Regions from separate parts of the Rattus norvegicus genome. Here region 1 is linked to region 2. Evidence: chromatin contacts called from public Hi-C data. All regions are on one chromosome and are shown on one strand. Each heading gives the region's core, a stretch centred on a gene start, on an enhancer-like site or on the middle of the called end of the contact. The rest is flanking DNA. Distances are from core to core; before and after follow the strand shown.

Region 1 (4,246 bases), core at 1,399-3,898, 240 kb before region 2:
TAGCACTATCAGGGGCCTGCAGACGAGAAAAAGTGGACCTTGGGGGTCCTGGCTGGGTAGGACCTGCTTGAGCTGCCCTTCTCTTTGATGATTTTGCTTTCTTAACAAAAGTCTGGATAGTTCGAAGGTCCGACGGGGCTGAGTCCCAGCCATCACTGTCTGCTGCACTCTCACCTCGTAATGGAGAGCTAGAGCCAGAAGCTGGCCAATCGCTTTCCTTAAAAGGAGGAAGAGACTAGGGTCAGCCGGAGTCTAGTGACAGCTCAGCCCTGCCACATATCCAGCACAAAAACCAGGAACTAGAAGTTTCCCGACCCCAAACCTGACATGTGCTGCTCTAACCGTATCTTCCCCCGAGGCCACAGCTGTACAGGATAACTGTGTTTCGGTATCTCATTTGCTAGGACACTCATCTCCCTCCAACTTACCTGGAAACACTTAGTTAACAGCCACTCAAAACCATTAAAAAATCTTAACCAACACTCCGAATCTTTGTTACTGCAGTTCAAAGCACTACTGCGGTTATTCCATCCCTCCAAACCAGCTTTCCCACCACAGCCCTAAGGGCCTCTAGTTTTCTTAGTCTCACATATTACAGTAGGGTCTTCCTATAAAGTAATTCACTCTGACCCAAGTCAGCTACATTCCTGTTCCTTACCCCTTTGCTAGGGGGGATGTAACCAGCATAGGCCAAGACAAAACTGCAGAATTTGTTGAAATCCTCAATTGTTCTCCGCCGCTTCTCCGGTGGCTAAAAGGAAAGACACATATGATCACACGGAAGTCAGGCACGACTGTTAAAGGAGCACTCCCAAAACCACAGCCCCTAAATAGGCAGTGTACCGGTATGGGACAGCTCACCTGAGTCTCGGGCTTAAGAGTCGGAGGCGGATCTGTGAAATCAATAAAAGCTGAGTCAAGGCACTAGAAAAGAGTCTGTGTAAAATCCTACCTCTAAACCTTGGAGTTCCCGACCTAATCCCATCCACTGTTAGGTCGCCTGGCCAGGCCAGCCAGCCCCCAGCTGTGCCGGACCCGCCCCTGCTCCCCCTTCCGCCCCGAGGGGCGGAGCCTGGGCGCGGCGCCCTCCCGGGCCTCGCTATAGCGCTCCCCTTCCCCCAACCAGAGGCCCGGCGCCCCGCCCCCTCCCAGCCTCTCCAGTCAACTCGGCTCTCTTGGCGCCCCACCCCGCCATACCGCTCCCGGGGCGAGACCAGGCCACCGCCCGCCCCCGTCCTTCACACGCGCCCGGAGCCCAGAGTTCCTAGCCGGCCGCGCTCCACTGCCCTGGGCCCTCCAAGACCGCACACGCCGCCTGCCCGCCCCCAGGGTCCAGGATGACCACGCTGAACTGCTCCCCGCCCTCCGGCCGCTTCTACTCGAACACGAGGCCGGGCGCGCCCCTCACCCCCACCCAAAACACACACACAGGCTCACACTCCCGACACTACTTCGCGTCCGGGACAGGCAAAGAGCTGCAGCCCGGACACAGCCCCTCCTGCCCCCCCACCCCACCCCGCGGCCGCGCTCCCCACAATTTCGCTGTCCCTCCGCCCCCATCCGGGGCTTTAGCCCCTCCCTCCCCGTCTCGAGCTCTTCGGGCTCCCCGCCGGGCCCCCGGGCCCAGTTCCGAGCTTCTCCGGCCGCCCCCCTCCTGCCCCCGTACTCAGCGAGTCCCTTAGGCTACGGACCCCTAAACTCTAGCCCCCGGTCACCATCCAGCCACTCCACAGAAGGCCCCCTGTCGCCGCCGCTGCCCCCCAATACACTCCACAACTCGCAAGCTCTTGCCCTAGCCGACCAACCCCCCCACCCGCGCAAGTTGCCGGTCTTAACCCCCCCCCCTCGCCCGGCCGCCCCTACAAGTACCGGGCTAGCCTCGCTTCCCAGTTATCTGGCCCCACAACTACCCCTCAGTATCGAGCTCTCTACCGGAGACAATACCCAGACCCTCTCTTCACTCCACAACTACCTGCCCACCCCTCCAACAATCACCAAGCTATCTCTGGCGGCAACTACTAGGTGCTCAAGCGACACCGTCACAAACTCCCCCACCTCGGCCAACTACCGGGCCCCTCACTCAATCCTCTTCGTGCTCCCTCAACTACTCTCCGGCAACCAGATTCCCTCAGCCTCTCTGTCTCGGAGCGCCAACCAGTCCGAGCGAGGCCTTTCAGCCCTTAGTCCCCGAAGCTAGGTCTCCAGCGCCTATCCCTAGACACCCCACCACCACTATCCACACCGTGCCTGATGTCTAACTATCCCGACCCAGTCTCCCACTCCTCTTTCTCCAAGGTATCGCAACTCATCGCCCTTCCACCTCAAGAGCCAGGGCCCCGACCCCTTTTCCCGCACTCCTCTGCTGGGTGCCGGGGCTCGACCTCCAACTTTGCCCATTGAATCCTCACCCGCTCCCTGTCCTCTGTGCCTATGGAGAGCTTACCTTCGGGACTGGGCTCCGCCATGGCTTCCAGCATCGCCCCCTCCCCTTCACTCGGTCCGGCGACCCCCTCCTCTAAGCCGGGATTCCCGGTGCTGCCTTGGGTGCTCCGTGTTTCTACTGCCTCGCTCCACCGAAGTGTCCGCCTTGGCGCGGTTGAGACTCCAGTCCGCTACCGCCTCCTCCCTCTACCACTGCCTCCCGCACTCCCGGACCGGGCCCCCTCCCCCCGCACCGCCGGCCGCCTGCTCCCTCCTCCTCCTCTCTCCTCCCTCCCTTCTCCCCCTCCCTGCCGGCTCTGTCGCGCAGTGCACCAAGGGATTTGTAGTCTGTGCAGGGGCAGCGGAAAGGGGCATGCAAGATCCTCCGGAACTTCAGTTCCCAGTAAGCCACGGATTGGCGCAGGCGCAATAAGCAACTTCCCCACCACCACCACCACCACCACCAGGGGAGTGGCGGGGAGATACGAAGCTGAGGGGGGGTGAGAGCGGAAGAGTGCGCACTGACTCCCGGGAAGTGTAGGCTGGGCGGGACCAAGAAAGTGGACGAAGAAGGGATTATAACTCTCGGCCACCATACTGCCTCACTTTGTACCTTTTTACCACCAACAGGGAACCGCCCCACTTCCGGCCAGGAGAAATGGATGTTGGGAGATGAAGTTCTCCTAGTGATAATGGCACCTTCTAGTATTTGCCCTCTCTCAAATTATACTTTACAGAATCCCATACACTGGCACAACCTCTGCCAGTGACAACCAGTTAAAGACAGTCCTTTTACCACCTCCCAAACAGGAACATATCTTCTTTAATGGGAAGTAACATTTGGACATGTTTACCAAAAAATAGTTCTTTCAAACTTTCTCCATACCACCCCACACTACCAACCTCCACCTCTTTGTTTACATCACAAATACATAAATACAATTAAAGTTTCATGAGAGAATGCTTACATTATTCCACTCATCAAAAAAGGAGGAAAGACCAACATCATCAATGCCTTCCTAGTTCTCTGATCTATACCTCAATCCTCCTTTCCCACCACTGAAGTTCACAACACTTGAAACAAAAAGCCAGGAGGTAGAATGACACAGGGCAAATTCAATTCAGCTCGGTGGTTTCCTCTTTATTGATGTGCCTCCTACCTCCCCCACCCAATGTCAACCCCTTCCATCTACCCCCCAAAAAGAAGGTAGTGAAAGGAAGGGTTTATTGGGGTTCTGAGCCCAGTGGGCAGTTAGAAAGGGAATAGAAACCAAAACAATCATCCGATGTGACAGAGATCGACAATCCAGAAGTCTAAAGCAGAGTGGGAATGGAGGGTAAACAAGGGGAAAGAGAGATGTACAGCGGCTGCATCTACCATTACCCCTCCTGCTCAGAGGGACTGGAGAGACAGCCTCAAACATTAAGTGCAGGTCCTGAAGAAAGGAGATGGTGTTTGAGCCTGAAGGAGGAACTGGATGCCAAGGAAGGAGCGCCACCTCTCTTTGTAGAATGGAACCCCCACCTCCGGGACAGCAACTTCACAGACCGTAGACGCTTTCATCACTGTAGGCAATGTATAGAAAGAAGTCTTCTTCATGGTGTTCCTGAAGTAAAAGCAAAAAGGAGGTTTAAGGCAACTCATTACTCCAACCATTTATCACCAATACATTCCTCAAGAATCATTTTAAGCATGGCCTGGTAATTCCAGATGCAGGAAGGACGGAAATCTCAAGGCCACCAAGGCAACTTAAGAACCTGACTCAAAATAGATCTACAGGTACAGATCATCCATAAGCATTTGTAGGTACCAGACATGCTCCTT
Region 2 (4,390 bases), core at 623-3,122:
AGTCTCTGTACCAGGCCTCTTTGTGCTACAGACCCCCGTGCTACCACAAGACACTCTGAGCTGGAGCTGTATGGTGGCAGTGGGGCTCCTTGCGTTGGTTTCCTTTGTATGTGTAAGCTATGCAGTCACCAAGGCCCACCCTGCCCTGGTATGTGCTGTCCTGCACTCTGAGGTCGTGGTAGCCCTGATGCTGCAGTATTACGTGCTCTATGAGACTGTGGCACCTTCTGACATCATGGGAGCAGGGGTTGTGTTGGGCAGCATTGCCATCATTACTGCCCAGAACTTCAGTTGTGATAAGGAAGGGCAAGTGGAGGAGTGAAATCAAACTTGAGAGCCTGGGGGAGGGTGGGACAGGGGTAAATAGGAGAGACAGGAATAAAAACCATGGAAGAACAAATGCCTGGCAAAGAACTGGTGTGGAGGACCAGTGAGAAGGCTCAGCAGGTAAAGGCTAGTGCTACCAAGCTTGCTCTCACATGGTAGGTAGATGGAGAGAACCGACTTCTACAGATTAGATTATCCTCTCTATACATGCGCTGTGGCATGCTTACACACAGAATAAAAAATATTAAAAAAAAAAAAAAAACAAAAAACAAAATGGTGTGGAGAGGAATGCCCTAGGAGGGTGACTCGGGGCTAGGTGGAGAGGGAAGACGGGAAGCAAGTACAGGAACCAGAGTATGGAATTTGGGCTGGTTACAGAGAATAAGGTTATAATTAAGCAGTGATGTCTCAGATCCAAAGGACTAAGGAAGCCTGGTAGTGGGCTATGGGGATTAATCCCACAGGCAGGAAAGAGAAGAGCACTGGAGATGAAGAATGAAGAATGCAGTTTGTCAGGCAAACAGCCAGCACTGGGGGAGGGGAATGTCTTTTCCCTTTGGCGGTATTTTGCTTTCCTCTGTGGTGATGCTCCCTGTCCTCAGTGGTGGTGCTCCCTGTCCAAGTGGTGACGTAACATTGACATCAAGCATGAGTCACTGTGGTTGGCTGTACAGTGCTTTGCTTTGGAAAGGGTGGAAACACGCTCTTATTGGAGAATCCCTTGAAACACTCAGCCACCACCTCATTTCTGAAGTAGTCTGGAAGGTGTAGGATTTCCTAAAAGTTCACATTCCTTGACCCCAAATTCCCCAAGACATTCGTATTCTGCCCCACCGCTAATCTGCTTTTCTCAGATTGTCGCGGTCGCGTGATCTGCTGCTCCGAGTTGAAGCCATCCTACTTTCATAATAGGCCTCCTGGCTCAGGAAAGGCTTGGGCGGGATATCTAGCGCCAAGGTTCCGTAAAGCTCTCTATTAGAGGACTGGCGGTGCCCCATCACCCTGGGAGGCCTCTCCACAAATATCGGCTACTTCCAATTGATTGGACGCGCCATCTTGTCTGCTTATGCATATTCAGAGGATCCTGAATATTCATGAGCGAGGGCCGTGCGGCCCCTCCCTCCAACCCTCCCCCGGAACAAGCTCCGGAGAACCCGACAGGCCCCGCCTTCTTTACCGATGCGTAGAACAAACCATTTTCCGGGTTGGGGGGGGAAATTAATGAGAGACTTTAGCTGAAAATGAGCATGGACGCCAAAGCTGAGTAAAGATGGCTTAACTTTATCCTCCATTCTGTAATCCGTCAGCTTGAGTGTACGGGAAGTCGGCGAGGGGGGCGGCAGGCTCAGAAACATTCTCCTCCTCCTGTCGCGTCAGAAAGAACACCCAACCAGGGAGCCGGAGCCCTGGCGTCAACATCTCTGGCGCGCGCGCTCCATGTAGGCCGGTGCGGGCGGCCCCGTAGCGCAAGGGAGGGCGGGAAAGGAAGGGGCGGGACACAAGGGCGAATCTATAAAGGGCGTCATTCAGCCAGTTCTCTCCTCAGAAGCGCCGAGAGCGCGACCGGGACGGTTGGAGAAGAAGGTGGCTCCCGGAAGGGGGAGAGACAAACTGCCGTAACCTCTGCCGTTCAGGATCCCGGTTACTTATTTATTCGTTACCCCTTTTCTTCTTCCTCCCTCCCACAACCTCTTCCTTTCCTCCCTTCTTTTGTTTCCTTTTTGGGAGTCGACGAATCTCCGGAAAGGGAAAGAAGGCTTTCTTTCGGCCCTTTTCGTTTCTCCGCCTTCCTCCTTCCTCCCCTCCCCCACCTTTCCCTCCTCCGGCCTTTCTCTTCTTATTCTGGGAGGTCTTTCCTGGAGGCCGCCCGGACGGGTTCTGAGCACTTAGGCGGCGGTGGCGCAGGCTTTTTGTAGCGAGATTTGCGCCTGCGCAGCGCGTCTGCCTCGCCATGCACGGGGGTGGCCCTCCCTCCGGGGACAGCGCATGCCCGCTGCGCACCATCAAGAGAGTGCAGTTCGGCGTCCTGAGTCCGGATGAGTTGGTAAGCTGCTCCGCCCTTCTCTCTCCGATGCCTCTGGCTGATCCTCTGGGAGGATGGGTCAGTGACGCTGATGTTGTGCGGGGTCCAGCCTTCAGCTTCCCAAAGTTAATTATGTCAAGACCTAGACCAGCGTGATGTTATATGTCTGTGATGAGTGTTTGGCTGGGCAGAGAAGATGATTTCGTACTTGAGCATCGCTACGGTTCAACGAGACAAGAGTTGAAATTTGTACAGTAAATGGATTCTCAAGTTCTTCTCCTTTTACAAATATTGAGCACCGTGTTATGTGACAATCGGGCACCGGGAACACAGCTGCACAATATAACAAGAACTCGACCTTCTAAAACACTGTATGTGGTAAAAATAGCAGAGAAGACAGCACAAAAACAAAAAGAATGAGCAAAAATAAATTCAGTTAAGTTCCTAAATTAAAGCAAAACGAGAAAATAAAAGCAAAACGAGGTAATGCTGTATAAAGTCTCTGAAATTGAATGGTGTCAGGTTTAGAAAACATGCCTGGGGAGGTGACATTACCCAAGTAATGAAGAGTATAACAGTCATTGAAGCCATAGATTCCGGGGATACATGCTTTCTTTTTTAGGTGGAGGAAACAAATGTTAATGGAACTGAGAGAGAAATAAACTTATATTCTGAGACTGAAAAGCCAATGTTGGGAAAGGGGTTAGTGGGTGAGGAGAGTACCCTGAAAAAGCACAGGACATTGTAAAGAGTCAGGGTTTCTATTTTCAGTAGGAAACCACTGGGTAGTTATAAGCATGGCAGTTTTTATACACATGCATGTACAGTAGCTCTGTAAAGAGCTGATGTCAAGTGGGTGAGAATAGGGAAAGCTTCTGGAGACTTGGACTTCTGGACAGGAGAAAATAGAGTGGAACTGAAAACAGGACAAACATTAATGAATAAAGGTAAATTTTCTGGTGACCTACAATAAGCTAAGCATTGTACTGAAAGAGTAAGGCAGACAAGAGCCACTTCTCTATCAAAGGCTCTATTAACAGCTAAAATACGTAAATTGGGAGACAATTTGTACTGTGATGGACAAGGTTTGATTTTTCAGGGTTTTGCTTGTTGGTTTTTGTTTGTTTTTGTTTTGTTTTTGAAATGGGTCTCTATGGTTCTGGCTGTCCTGAAGCTCATAGACCAGGCTGAATTTTTCAGTTTTTGCTGGAACTGAAAGTCAGCCTCGTGTGTGTGTGTGTATGCATGCTAGGCAAGTGCTCTGACCACTTGGCTACATGTATTTGAAGCTCTTGGTATTTTGAAACAATCTTCCTGTTCAGTTCAGGCTGCCCTGGAAATGGTGATTCTTCTACCTTACCTTTCTGAGTTCTGAGAGCATAAGCATGTACCACCACACCTGGCTTGGCTAGATTTTATTTTTTTGTTTGTTTGTTTGTTTGTTTGTTTTCCTTTCACAAATTAAAAAAAAAGATTTATAGGGCTCAGCAATTAAGAGCACATTTTTCTCTTGTAGAGATCCCAGGTTCAATTTCCAAAACCCAGTGACAGCTCACAACCATTTGTAACTCCAGTTCTAGGGGATCTGACATGTTCTAACCCCTCTGGACACTATATGCACTTGGTGCGCAGACATACAATGTAGGCAAAGAACAGAATACACAAAAAGGAATTAGGGCCATGTATGGTGGTGCACACCTTTAATTCCAGCACTCTAGAAGAGAGGGAATCTCTGAGTTCCAGGCCAGCCCAGGTTACATAGTGAGATTCTGTCTAAAACAACAAACAAAGAAAAGGAATTGTGTGGTATAGAAAACTGAGTAAGGGATGTGAGTGTGAGTTGACAGCAGTGGGGCAAGTATCCATCAGTTGGCTTCCTAAGGGTTGGGGAATGGCTCAGTGAGGGGCACTAAGGTTCTCCCTTCAGTCCTCAACTTTACAAAAAGGTTTCCTAGAAACAAGTAAAATGTTTCTTAATCTGATAGCAAAGATGAGAAAATGGGCGTCGTCATGCATTATTGATAGAATAAATTGTTAAGT

What was found. Hi-C and Micro-C count contacts between places; a contact is called where the count stands out from the background.
Region 1: a Hi-C map of liver shows a contact between it and region 2, with 4 times the contacts expected there. The contact joins the promoter of Phf23 here to the promoter of Polr2a in region 2. A contact is called at or near these places in 1 of 12 Hi-C or Micro-C datasets (liver) and 1 of 1 datasets of contacts at active chromatin or transcription factors (oligodendrocytes).

What each region holds. Positions count from the first base shown.
Region 1 is chr10:55,215,753-55,219,998 of GRCr8, reverse strand. Phf23 (PHD finger protein 23) reads right to left here and starts at 2,648. Exons shown (of 5, transcript NM_001399559.1): 1 at 2,444-2,648; 2 at 862-893; 3 at 659-751; 4 at 1-217. The coding sequence starts at 2,477. Gabarap (GABA type A receptor-associated protein) reads right to left here. Exons shown (of 4, transcript NM_172036.4): 4 at 3,212-4,028. The coding sequence ends at 3,963.
Region 2 is chr10:54,974,661-54,979,050 of GRCr8, reverse strand. Polr2a (RNA polymerase II subunit A) reads left to right here and starts at 1,872. Exons shown (of 29, transcript NM_001427041.1): 1 at 1,872-2,371. The coding sequence starts at 2,279. Slc35g3 (solute carrier family 35, member G3) reads left to right here. Exons shown (of 2, transcript NM_001127658.1): 2 at 1-589. The coding sequence ends at 322.